Linked DNA regions of Mus musculus: regions 1, 3 and 4 are each linked to region 2. The links are chromatin contacts, called in public Hi-C maps. All regions are on one chromosome and are shown on one strand. The core of a region is the stretch at or near the end of the contact, and the rest is flanking DNA. Distances in the headings are between cores, read along the strand shown. Region 1 holds the start of 4930447M23Rik (RIKEN cDNA 4930447M23 gene). Region 2 overlaps Dnajc1 (DnaJ heat shock protein family (Hsp40) member C1). Region 3 has its middle 53 kb from the start of Gm33592. Region 4 overlaps Armc3 (armadillo repeat containing 3).

What was found. A called contact is a pair of places that touch in the nucleus more often than the background predicts.
Region 1: a contact with region 2 is called in a Hi-C map of uterus, with 4 times the contacts expected there. The contact joins the promoter of 4930447M23Rik here to the enhancer-like site in region 2. A contact is called at or near these places in 2 of 15 datasets of contacts at CTCF or cohesin (large pre-B cells and pro-B cells), 59 of 484 Hi-C or Micro-C datasets (B cells, the Ba/F3 cell line, CD4 T cells and 38 more) and 6 of 115 datasets of contacts at active chromatin or transcription factors (bone marrow-derived macrophages, embryonic basal ganglia, embryonic forebrain and 3 more).
Region 3: a Hi-C map of the HPC-7 cell line shows a contact between it and region 2, with 3 times the contacts expected there. The contact joins two enhancer-like sites.
Region 4: a Hi-C map of uterus shows a contact between it and region 2, with 4 times the contacts expected there. The contact joins two enhancer-like sites. A contact is called at or near these places in 1 of 39 promoter capture datasets (the 3T3-L1 cell line), 1 of 15 datasets of contacts at CTCF or cohesin (large pre-B cells), 81 of 484 Hi-C or Micro-C datasets (the 63-12 cell line, the AtT-20 cell line, B cells and 53 more), 14 of 115 datasets of contacts at active chromatin or transcription factors (bone marrow-derived dendritic cells, bone marrow-derived macrophages, craniofacial prominence and 11 more) and 1 of 9 other capture datasets (embryonic stem cells).

Annotation. Positions count from the first base shown.
Region 1 is chr2:19,342,552-19,345,856 of GRCm38.p6, reverse strand. It overlaps 4930447M23Rik (RIKEN cDNA 4930447M23 gene), which reads right to left and starts at 1,540. Exons shown (of 4, transcript NR_126563.1): 1 at 738-1,540.
Region 2 is chr2:18,371,032-18,374,221 of GRCm38.p6, reverse strand. The region is part of intron 1 of Dnajc1 (DnaJ heat shock protein family (Hsp40) member C1); the gene reads left to right. Among named protein-coding and RNA genes, the nearest start is that of Dnajc1, 20 kb to the left of the region's middle. Within about 2 kb of position 1,786, at least 20 of the 459 cell types and tissues checked have an H3K27ac peak or open chromatin away from gene starts, as enhancers often do. A contact at or near this core is called in the HPC-7 cell line, the P5424 cell line, tail fibroblasts and 1 more, where this site is marked.
Region 3 is chr2:19,058,078-19,061,208 of GRCm38.p6, reverse strand. No RefSeq gene overlaps it. Among named protein-coding and RNA genes, the nearest start is that of Gm33592, 53 kb to the right of the region's middle. Within about 2 kb of position 1,733, at least 58 of the 459 cell types and tissues checked have an H3K27ac peak or open chromatin away from gene starts, as enhancers often do. A contact at or near this core is called in the HPC-7 cell line, where this site is marked.
Region 4 is chr2:19,274,925-19,277,926 of GRCm38.p6, reverse strand. The region is part of intron 10 of Armc3 (armadillo repeat containing 3); the gene reads right to left. Among named protein-coding and RNA genes, the nearest start is that of 4930447M23Rik, 68 kb to the left of the region's middle. Within about 2 kb of position 1,561, at least 147 of the 459 cell types and tissues checked have an H3K27ac peak or open chromatin away from gene starts, as enhancers often do. A contact at or near this core is called in the HPC-7 cell line, the P5424 cell line, tail fibroblasts and 1 more, where this site is marked.

The DNA of each region.
Region 1 (3,305 bases), core at 291-2,790, 970 kb before region 2:
GCCTGAAACCCAGGTGGGATCTCCCCCCCCCCTCCCCCCGGTCTCTCACAAGCAGGCAGTTATGGATGGAGGTGTTCCACTAGCTCATGCAATGCTCCCATCTGTATAACCTGCCCTTGCAGGACTGCGTAAGCTCTTGATACCAGGACATACTGCTTTCCCCCAGCCAGCACTCGTTTTTGTGATGTCATGATGCTGTTTTCCAGAGTTCTAGGTCATGGCAACCTGACTTTGGAAGTCATGAGTTAAAGCGTGTGTTTGCACTCTGAGCTGACTGTACAGAACAGGTCTCAGCTGGAACAGACAGGCCACTGTGGCACAGGCTTGCATTCTCACTAATCGAAGGGGGTGGCAGGATTGTGAGTTTGAGGCCAGCCTGGGCTGTATAGTGGGATCCTGTTGAAGAAGATCAGAAAAAGAGGGAGAGATGAGTGGGGAGCAGGACGAAGAGGAAGAGGAGGAGAGGGAGGAAAGGAAAGGGAGAGAGAGGGGAGGGAGAAGGGGAGGAGAAAGGGATGGGGAGAGATGTCCAGCAATCATAGGAGCCAAAAACTGCCTATAGTCATTCTGGGACCTTCTGAGCCAGCCTAGCAGTCTGGCCAGGTGCATCTTCCCCCCCCCGCCCCCCCCCCCCGCGAGGGATTACTGTCAGATTTAGAATAGAGAAATCATCTCACAAGTGTTCTAACCTGAGCTCAAGCATGAAGCGGCAGGTGTAAGAGGATGGCAACCCTCACCTACGGCAGGGCCCACTCCGCTTCTGTGCTTTGCCCCTCCATCTTGTTGCATCCTGATTTTGTTGCCTGGTTTTGTGTCCGGAGATCTTCATAGGCCAGGTGAACATCGCAGTGAAACGCGGTGGCTTTGTGCATAAGGGCTTCATTTTTCACAGCCATCCTTCTAATAAAAACTGTTTGAAGAAGGAGAGATTGAAGGTTTCTGAGGTTTAAGCCAGGTTGTCATCTAAATCATCATCTCTTCTGGACAAAGCAGCCATTGTCTGCGGGAGTTGGCATGACGGAGAAACCACAAGAGGGCGCACAAAGCCTCGGAATAAATGCTTCGTCTATCCTGGACGCTAAGGAGGCAGAATTGCCAACCCCAGCGCTGGAGGACTCTAACTCCTCCAGACATACGAATGTTCTAGAAGCCCTTCGAGGATGTTTTCATGGTTAGATAAAGAATAGCACTGCAAGTGCACAGAGGGGAGATGTAGGAGGAGTGTTGAGAAGAAAGGGAGTGATTGGCAGGAGAGAAGGGATAAGACAGGAAGACCAAAGGCAAGGAGAGAGGAGAGCCGGGTGGGTGGGAGGGACGGGTGGAGAGGAGACAGGAAAAGGAATGTCGCTTTTTATAGGGCCGAGAGACACGGAAGTCTGGTGTTTCTGTGGACCAGATGGTGTGGCAGGGGAAGGGACCAGGCTGCGGCTTCTCTGGGGGAGAAAGCTGGATGTCTCCCAGGTCTATGAAGTCTGAAGTATGGCGTGAGCTGTCTGAGTCTCTCAAGGGCTTTCCCAGCCTGTTTGCCAGCCTGCAAACTTACCCTTTCTTTGTTGTCACTTTAAAGTCACAACTTGCCTTGACCATGAACATCCATCCTCCTGGCAAACAAGGCCTCATTTTGACGTCAGCAGGCCATGAGGCAAGAGAAGGTGGGCCTGGTAGTAATGACTCCCAGCTGCTTCACGATCACATTTTATTACTGATTATGTAAAACTTTGAGATAATGGAAAAGGAAGTAAGTGGTTGGTTTTTGTTTTCCATTTAAAAATATGTCAGTCCAACAAGAATGGGTAATATTTTGCAAGCTCTTCCTGTATTTGGGGTAGAGATGTAACCTCTAACATTCAAGTGGCATGGGGAAGGAACTGGAATTATCTCTGTCACAGAGGTGAAGTGACTCACCCAAAGACACTTCGCAAGCAGCAAAGGCTGACTTCTGAGCCCAGATCTTGCAACTGCAGAGCCTGTAGCTTGACTAAAATTCATGTCTGTCCAGTGAGCCCAAATTTAAGAATCTATTTCCAAATACCTCTTTGTCATCCATGAATGGAGTTCTTAAATATCTTGACATTAGGACCCCTGTATAGTGTGTGTGTGTTTTAACCAAGTTTCTCAGAAAAAAACCTACAATCTCCATTGACCTTTTTTACAGAAATGATTAATTAGTTACAACAGACTACTGTGATTGGAGTGTTTTAAGCCCTGAGGCAAATTATCTTGGACTACTTTGGTGCCCTAAATAGTCAATTTTTTTGCCTGTTCTGAAAACATCCTGTAACTATTAGGTAAATCATTTTAGAATGTGCTATCAGGTCTCTGGCTTCCACTGATTCAGAAGCCATGAGGCTCAGCAGATACCATTTGAAACCTATAGCATTTGAAGCCTATAGCAGAAATGTCCCACTTTTCGGTAAGTACCTAATTCATGAAAAATGTCTTGAGTTATGACTTTCTTTTGTTGTGTTACTATAAAAAAACTTCATGAATCTGCTGTCATATTGCAACATGGAATCTAAAGTAACCTAAATCGGTGTTCCCAGGCCATGGTTACTCATATTTGTCTCCAAAATAAACTATCTCTTCTCTTTGAGATGAAGGCTATGTTTTCTACTTGACAGCAAAGTGTGACAGCAAAGTGTGTCCCATAAGTGTGTGTGTATGTATGTGGGTGAGCAGATGGGTGAGCAGGTGAATGGGCTGGTGGTGTGTGTGTGTACAGAGACCTACATCAGTATCTTTGTCCCTCACTCTTCACCTTGTAGTTTGAAACATGGTCTCTCACTGAACCTAGTGCATATAGATTGGCTTGACCAACTGACCAAGAAAGTTCCAGGGACTCTTGTCTCCTTGCCCTAGCATTCAGGCAGATACTCTGCACACCCAACTTTTTACAGGACTTATAGAGATGCAAATGGAGGTCCTAATGCCTGTTCTGACCATTTACCTACTAAGTGAAGATTTTTACCTGAGAAATTGCCTCGGGTTGCCTCTGTAGCTTTTATCTGTCTTTATTTCCTATATTATAAAATTAAAACAGGGAAGTCCCAATATTGAAACTTTACATTAAAAGATTGTCAGGCCGGGGGAGGAGGCTCAGTCAATAAAGTGCCTTCCATGCAAGCACAAGGACCTGGGTTCAGATCCTTCAGGTTCACAGCATCTTCACAAATCTAGAATGCAGCCATGTACAGCCTTAATCCCAGACTAGGGCCTAGGAAGGCAGAGGCAGATGGGCAACTGGAGCTTAATGGCTAGCCAGCCTAGCCAAATGGACAAGACCTAAGTTTAATAAAAGACACTGT
Region 2 (3,190 bases), core at 537-3,036:
CAACACTCACAAGGCAGAGGCAGGTGGATCTTTGTGAGTTTAAGGCTAGTTTTGTTAACATAATGAGTTCCTTCCTGGCCAGTCAGAGCTACGTAGTGAGACGTTGTCTCAAAAGAATTTTTTCCCTTAAAAGAGTCCAGAATTTCTCAGGGGGTAGATTGATTTCTCAGTGGATAGAGGCAGACACAGTGTGTGTGGGTGGGGTGAGGGGGGGAGGATTGTATATTATCTGATCAGTTTCTGTTTTTTGTTCTCTGCTATTTTCTCAATATCTAGCACACATCATGAAAGTTATAGAATACAGAAAAAATACAGAAAGGACTTCTTAATATAATGTTAGACTAGAGAGTGTGAAGACTTAGCTTCTAGTTGTGAGAAAGAGAAATAGGAAACTAAACTTTCCACAGAGTTTCTGGTAAGAAAGCAGTGAAAGTTAGGACAGACGACTTTGATTGTTAGAAAAAACAGCAAAGAGGTTGAAGACCTGTAACAAGCTTTGCTGAGAGAAGGAAAAGAGATTAATGGTCCTTTTATCTATTGAACGATAGTCTGACTTGCAGAGTTGCTTCATCAGTAAAGCTATTGTGGACAAAGGGGAAAAAAGCAAACTAAGCTATCTCTTTTACTGGAATTCTGCCTTTAAGTTGCATTTCATCATTCCTTCTTTAGATAGGCTTTCTCCACATGCCAGATATTTCTCCTATATCCCTATGTATGGGTTCATATGTTGCAAGATTGTAGTCTCCAAACTGCAGAAATTGCAGGAAAGAGTGGGTGGGGGTAGAGTCCTCCAAAATGTATAGATGCTATGAGGACTAATGAAAGCAACAAGACCCTAAAAATTAATTACATCCCCACAAGCATTTCCATCTGCCTTCTAAGCCAGTTCTTAAAATCCTCCTTCTTCTTAGGGGAGATCTAGGGTGGTTTCTGTTTTAGATTATTTGAAAAAATTTTAAATTCTGATCTCAAGTAGAATGTTTAGCATAGGTGGCATAGTTTTTCAGGAATATTGCCTTCCTGACTCAGATACTATATTAGCTATATTAAGGTTTTGTCTTGTTTTGTTTTTGTTTGTTTGTTTTTGCTTTGTTTAGTAGAGGGAAATAAAAAAAAAAAAACCTTAATACTTGACTTTCCGCTTCTGGATGACTGTATTTTGGTCACATGCTTGGGATCAGGTCTAAACTCACATCCTAAACTGACTTAGCAGTTATTGAGAACACATGCACGAGGTCTGGACATTGGGCCACGTGAGTTGTTGTTTGGGTCTAAGAATTAGTGCTTTGGGTACTTGCTTCACCTTTACAAAATGTATTTTGATTCAAGGTTTGGTTTATGTGGCTATCTAGAAAAGAAGGAAGTGGATTTCTGAGAGGAATCTTTACCAAATCTGCATGTTGTAACTTAAACTTACCTAGATTGCAGCTTTTAGCTAAATAGTGTGTTTACGTGGCATAGTGTATCATATTGTTTTCATTTCTCTTGAAGTCTGATGGTAGCTAAGATAAATTCCTGAAGTTTGTCTGGTATTTGAATACTAAGTCCTAGTATTCTAGTTTGTCTGCTTCTAGCTCGTGAGATTATTTCAGGAAGTAGGGGACAGCTGTGTGATGAATAATGTCTGAGAAAGCATCCGTGTGCTCTGGCTCGCTCTCGAGCAGGGTGAGGGGTTTCTGCTACTTACACTTACCATCAGCCCCTATGGCTCTTCACTGATGCTGCTTCGTTTGATGAGACCCTTTACTGCGGTTGTACTGGAGTTATGGAAGAGAAGAGAAATAGGAGAGCCCGTGGGTAACCTAAATTTGTGAAAAGACTGAGGGAAGCTCGTCTCTTCCTTCACCGATCTTAACATGATCATAGAAATCAATAAATATAGCCTTTGTCCCAAGAAGACAGAATTCTTCAGCTCTTTTGCATTTTGTGGCTTAGGAAGAAGAGTTGAGAGAAGCCAGAGCTGAGAACATCCCTTGCTCCTGAAAGGCAAGGGCAATCATTTTAAGTGGCTGTTAATCTTTATTGGGTCTGGATTCCTTCAGACTTGTCCTCGAGCTATCTGTTAGCATTTTGACCAGACAGTTTTGTTTGTTTGTTCATTTGCTTGAGATGTAATCTCACTATGTTACCCCTGGCTGACCTGAAACCCACTGTGTAGACTAAGCTGGCCTTGAACCCAAAGAGATCTGTTTGTCTTTGCCTCCCAAGTGCTGAAAGGCATCTATCACCATGCCTGGCTTTAATTAGTAATTTTTAAAGTATTATTAAGATTCAGTGATAACTGGTGTGTTTGGAGAAAACTTGACATGCTGTTTTTGCATGTAGGATAATGTTGAGCCTTTGAGGGTGTGAGTAACAGGAAAATAGAGAGCTAAGTGTGGTGTGGTGCTCCTGTAATCTTGGCATTTGGGAGGCTGAGACCTCAGGATCAGAAGTTTGAAGACAGCTTTGACTATAAAGCATTTTGAGGCCTGATTGAGCTACATAAGACCTTGTCTTAACAACAAAACAAAAATGCAATAAAAAGACACAACATTTATGTGGATGGCCTTAGTTTATCATTGAACAAATCACATCTTTTGCAGTCTCACATACTTTATAGAAATAAAGCTTTTCACATAAGCCAGTAAGTATTTCACAAGATGTTCTTTACCAAATATTTGAACACCGTGTTGCGGTGTGGGTTTTTTAGTTTTTAGAGTGTGTGGAAATAGGATTCTTGCTCTCAAATACACATAGTTAAAAGAAGCCATATGCCTGTTTGGGAAGCAGGAAGATGAAACAGCAGTACGCCTGTTACTGTCTTAAAAAATACAAAGCTTTTCAAGATGCAAAGGGTTTTTTTGTTTTTGTTTTTTTAAGCCATCAGTGTAGTCACAGATAGAGCCGCTCATGCATCAGCTTGTGGTCTGTGACTTATAAACCCCTTCAGCACGCTCTACAGTCTCTCGAGAACAGTCTGCCCAAGGGAAGTTACTCTATCTGATTTTCCTAGAAGAAAAATTGAGGTGACTCTAACAAAACCAACCAAACAAATTAAACTAAAAGCAAACCTTCATGACAAAAAACTTGAGTAGTTATCATTTCATAGTAAAGAACATGTATATTTGGGTTTCTGAATAACCACTTCTTTTGAAAATGTTTCCTAATTAAAACCAGATGAGAGTAGCAAAGGAGGCATTTAGGTCAC
Region 3 (3,131 bases), core at 484-2,983, 690 kb before region 2:
AGTGTTGTAAGGTGAGTGGGAAGCAGAGACAGGAGGCTCCAGTAGTTCCCAGGCTAGTGAGTCTGAAGTATTCAATAGCTAACAACAAAAGAGAACTGTCCCCAAACAAGACTGTAGGGGGGACAGGCAGGTACACCATGGCACACACACACACACACACACACACACACACACACACACACGACACACTCTCTCTCTCTCTCTCTCTCTCTCTCTCATACACACACACACACACACACGCACACGTACATGCACACACACATATATACACACATGCACACAATGCACACATACACACGCATGCACACACATAATGCACATATACACACACACACATGCACATACACATTCACATTTAAAAAAAATTGAGTGTGGCTTGGAAAGACTATGAGTAACAGATGCATAAGGAAAGTAACGGGGGATGGGAGTTTAAGTAGGGCCTGGAATTACCCTACTACCTGAAATGCACTGTGCCTGCTTAGACTGAGCTCTGAATCTATTCTAAGCTTCCCAGCAATCACTTCAAGGGCCCAGCAAGAATGCAGTGCCTACATTATAAAATAGAGCCATTTGCCAGGTGAAGTGCAATATTCTTCGTATAAATTAAGACTATGAAGACAGCCTCATAAGGATCTTCATAAAAAGAACACACTGCCACATAATGAAGGCCATTTCCAACAGTGTCCTTACAGTAAATGGATGACGAATTACACTGGGCTGCTTCTTACTGATTCGCTGACACGGGCAAATGGCCCAATTTAGTTAAGTCACAATGCAGTTAAAGCAATTGTCCAGGAGGCTGCGATGACATGCCAGATATACAAGGGCCATACGGAAGAATGAAGGTATTAGCAAAGCCCAGCAAATTGCTCAGGGAATAGGAAGCTAAGCCAAAAACACATCATAAATCCATCATAGCGTCTCCTCCCACTGAAGTTAATAACTGACTTTTGTCTGTAGTCATGACCTAGATCACAATATTTTTCAAGAAGTAAAAGTAATGAAAGGCAGACTTGCACCTCAGAAGTCTGTGTCTTTGTGCCAGGGCTTTTCAAGTGTCCGGCAGCTGTAGACCAAACTCGTTCTTCAATTTCATTCACATTTACTTCCCTTGTTATGATTTGTGCTCACTTTTCAACAAGATTTTCTTTCCTTTTTTTCCTCTGCCTGTTTTGATCTGGTTACATGATTCCTGTACAATGTGCTAAGCCCTGCTCACTACATGGAATAGATGGAGTCTTGTTCTGTGCTTCCATAGCACTGGGAAACAGTGACACAGCTTAGTGCACGCTGAACGTACAGTACTATACATGTGCAGTTTTGTCTTAGTCTTTGTGATTCCTGGGTAAAAAAGATGCTTGTAGTGTCTCCACTTTATGAAGATTAAGATACTCAAGGTAAACTTACATGTCCAACACCACACAGAGCAAGTGGCAGAGTCAGCGTTCATAGACAGAGAGCTTGCCTCCAGAGCTCCACATGTCAGCTGGAGCTCTCAACAATACACACACCAGTGGTTATCAGATGGCATTTAGTTGTTTATATTCTTATATCTCGCCTGTCAACAGCAGGCCGAGCTGCCCTCTGGCACCATTGTCAGCATCCACTTATTTATTGTGGTGATTTAAACATGAAAGCCTCCCCAGACGCTCATGTATTTGAACACTCGGTCCCCAGTAGGTGCTGCTGTTTGAGGAAGCTTGAGGACCTTGCTAGAGGAAGTCCATCACTTGGGGTGAGCTGTGAGGGTTTGTAGCCTTGCCCTACTTCCTGTTCTGCTCTCTGCTTCCTGCATCCTGTGTGTGATGATGAAAACGGGATCATCCCACTTCTTGCTCCTGCCGCCACACCATGCTTTGTCTGCCATGGAGTACTCAAACTCTCTGGACCATGGAGCCATAGGCCAAAAGAAACTCTTCCTTGAGTAGTTTTTGGTCATGATCTTTTATCACACTAACAGAAAAGTAACAAAGACAGTTGTCTTCCCACCAGAGAAGATGCTTGCTCCTTGTGACATTGGACACATTATTTGGCCTTGCACTAGAGCAATCACAGAAACGCAACCATAATAACAGCCATAACCTCAAAGTGGCCTGACTCCTCTCTCCCTGTGCACATAAACGTCTCTGCCCTGCCCTGGGTCTTGCCCACCTCTATTTTGTTTCTCTTTCTCTGCCATGGTCTGTTATTTCTCAGTCTCCTTGGTTCTGCTTTTCCTGCCTATCTTAGATTGTCACCTGCCCCTCTTCCTTCCCCAGTCCACACTTCCACTTCATTCTCCTGCATTCCAGGTTGCTCCTTTCCAGCCCTGACCTTTGTTCTGAGAGCAGAACCTGTACAACAGGTGCCCCCTTGCTTCCCAGCATCACCTGCACCCATAGAGCACATCTTCGTTTTCTTCTTAGCACCTGAAACAAGGTAGACACAAAATAAATGCTTTTTAAGAGATAGACACAAAATAATACTTTTTCTTATATGTGACCATTCAAAACAGGAATGCTTTCATGTCCAATCTCAGTGCTTGGCCCAAGCTTTGGGATGCTGTTTGACATAAAAAAACACATAGGTGGAGTCAATTCTTTATGATGTATGTGTGGCTACTTATTACTGTTCTTTGTTTCCTTCTAGTGGAAAGAGTTTGTTTGCTTTGACTAAAATCAACCACCACTTCCCTCCTAGGGCAAGGCTCCAAGCCCTAACATGGTGCCTCGGCATGAGGAGCGTTTGCAGGGGGGCTTTTCACAACTGCAGAAGAGAAATGAAGACAGATACATGAGAGATGATTCAGAAATGTTCCTCAAGAGACTGAGAGGAAAAATTAGAGGCAAGAACGGCACTCAGTATGTGATATGGAAAATCTGAATACTGATGCCAAGGGACGGCTGTACGAGGTAGATCTCAGAAGGGATGGATGCTTCCTTTCTGACAGACCCTGGAGTGGAAGAGGACTTGCCTGGGGCTGTGCAAAGCTCTGGATTCCGCCCCCAGCACTTAAAACCAACAGCAAAAGGGTGTGAGGAAGAGGTGCGGCTGTGCCTGACTGGGAAGAGGATCCAAAAATCACATCCTGCCATCATGTGCCTCCTCAGTGAATAGACCAGTTCAGACCAGCCAGCACCCCACACTGACCC
Region 4 (3,002 bases), core at 312-2,811, 900 kb before region 2:
CCAAACAGCTGATATAAACTTGCAGGGTCAGAGTGGAGGCAGCTTCTTCAGAGATCGGATCTGAGCCTTTCCGTGTAGCTACAAATAATGAGCAATAAGGGCCTATTCCCAAGTGAAGGAAAAAGATGTAGGGGATGATTAATAATAATATGAAAAGTCAAGGGTGGATACAAAGTAATGTATAGGTTTAAACAGGCTTCAAATTAAAAGAGAAATAATGTGAGGATATCCAATCGGTTTGATAATTTCCTGTGAAAATCAGTAATGCCGGGAAGCAGACAGTACTAGCAACTTTAAAATGTTATGCAAATATCAGCCCCGCTCTGTAGGTAATAAAGGCAGCACAGATAATTTTCTAATTGAACATTTTATGAGATTCACCGAGCCTCAGAAAACTGGTAGTTAATCAAATTCAAAGTGTTTGTCGAGGTCTGGCAAGCATCAGCTGACACAGAGTAGGGATGGGGAATCAGGTGGTTTTATTGAAAACTCAGGTTTTCATTCTGAGTGCTTTTTAACTTCAGTATGACTCCCACTCCACCCCACCTCACCCCACCCCACCCCCAGCCCAATAAAAGCAAAGACAGGACACGATTCTTCTACGCAAACAGGAAGAGAGGCACTATGGGTGGATATAACAAACGGCCACTCAGTAAATTTGGATGGAAGGAATGAGGTATCCTCATAAGGATACAATGAGGACTCTTTTCTTTTGTCATTGTAATACAAAGCACTTTTATCACTTTGTCCATTGCAAATGTGTGTGCGCACCACGGCTTCTGTGTGCAGCTCAGAGGGCAACCTCTGACAGTCAGATCTTTCCACTGTGTGGGTAGGACTTGAGACTCGAACTCAGGCTTAGTGACAAGGGCCATTACCCACTGTCCAATCTCCAAGGCTCTCAAAGGACTTTTAAAGTCCCAAGCGCTTTGAAATTATTATCCTTAGTTTTTTGTTTTTGTTTTTTTAAAATGACGATCCTTTAAACAAAAGCAGCCTTCCTAAGGCAGCAATGTTATGTTGCCTCTCACTTTTATTGGGAGACTTCCAAGCTTCTAAAATTTTACAATGAATTTAAACAAAAATTAAATAATCTTTTCTATTGCCATGGGATGCATCTATTGCTCAAACGTGCTGCGTTTGTCCCTGTGATAACACAGCGAAGCAAATATTCAGTCACTGGTGGAGGAAAAAAAAATAAGAGGTGTCAAAACATTTTGAAACGACTGCACCTCAAAAAGGGACAAAGACAGACACAAACATCTGCTAACCGTGTATTTAGCAGTAGAATACTATCACAGTAAAATGCTTTCCAGATCACAATCTTTTAATAATGTTCCAAAAATATTATTTTAGGCTCACCAGAGTGTTTCAAATTAAATTAGTGTGTGTTTCATTAAAACACAGAGCGCTCGGTCCATTTTTGCCCCTCCCCCAACTCTCTCCTGAGGCGCCACTAGGGGGCAGTATGAAGACGCGGTTCTTGCCGCTGTGGGTGAAGGGAAATCGCTCAGAAAACCATTTTCTTAAGAAAAACCCGACGCGACAAAGACAATAACTGCGTGGCTTAGGCTTTAGGTCCGACCCATACATCAAGCCTATGTGCTGAGTTTGCGTCTTTCGTGGGTCGTTTCTCAGTGCAATGTTTCTTTAAGGGTTTTGAGACCCGAGATTACTTATCCTAAGTGAATCTGAGTGCTAGGGAGCCCTGGGTCTAGACAGAGTGGTAATTTTTCCTTAAAGGACTGTAGTAAACAACCGCAGCCATCTCGGAGGGTGTGTGGCGTCCCTTCCTGCAAGATATGACGGGGAGAAGGGAAGAATTGGCGTTTGGCCACTTTTAACAGATGTGTGTTGTTGTGTTCCTGTCTTCAAAATAAGTGGTCATCACTCACTCTGTTACAGCCAGCATTCTACAAGAAAATATGGCGACTCTACAGATCATCAGCCCCACATCTACAAGTTAAAAGGTATACAACGAAGTGGTAAAATAAATAAACACAGCATATTATGTTACCAGCCCCACGCCCAGCTTTATTTATTCGGGTGGTGATTTTTTTAAAGCATGAACACACACACACACACACACACACACACACACACACACACACACACACACTTTCTGCACTGGCATAGATAATACCCACTTCAGCTCAGACCATTCCTGGCTATGTGACAGGACCTGAGTCCTGGTTTTTCTCAAGGCATGCTATATACTCTTTCAATAGTATATAAAAATCTATCCTGAGGATGTATTTAAATTTTCCCCCACATATTATATATGGTTTTCTTAGACATGATAATCAACAAATAAATTTTGTAGACGTTAAAGTGATAGTATCTGTCTTCCTTCAGCTTTATTTAAAGGGGAGAAATTTTCTTTGTTTCTAGAGAAATTTTAATACCAATACTACTAAATGATCAGTCAGTCATTCATATTGACAGAGATATAGAGTCAAAGAGAGTCAAAAGTTAACAAAGCACTCAGGCACATCCGTGTAAGGCTCTCTGTCTCTGCACAGAGCCCCTTAATCATCATCAGTGTTTGTGCTCCTGGCCGCAGGTCACACAAAAGTAGAGAAGTCCCTGGAGACTTGTCTCTGCTATTTCGAAGGCTTAAGGTAGCCCAACAATTAATCGATGTATTTTTAAGTGGCCAGTTATATATGCTACAATTCAGAACTTTCTTGGGTTGCTACTTTTGTGGGAGTTGAGAAGCTATACAAAAGAACTGCAAATTCCACAGGAAAATGGGGAGAAGGGGGTCTTTAAAACTCTAGGGTCTTTAAAGCTATCTTCATGGAGCTAAGGTAAGATGGCTATGAAGAATCAGGGTCCATATAGTTGAACACAGTTGTTTGTGAAGAGTTTAACCTTAGTTACAAGTTTCCACTTTTTTGTAAGTATAAAATGATTATAGTTGTTGTTTTCAATATTTATTCATTGGTATTTACTAAAATTGTATCTTTAAAAGAGATCCTTTTAAAAAAGCCTGGTCTGCA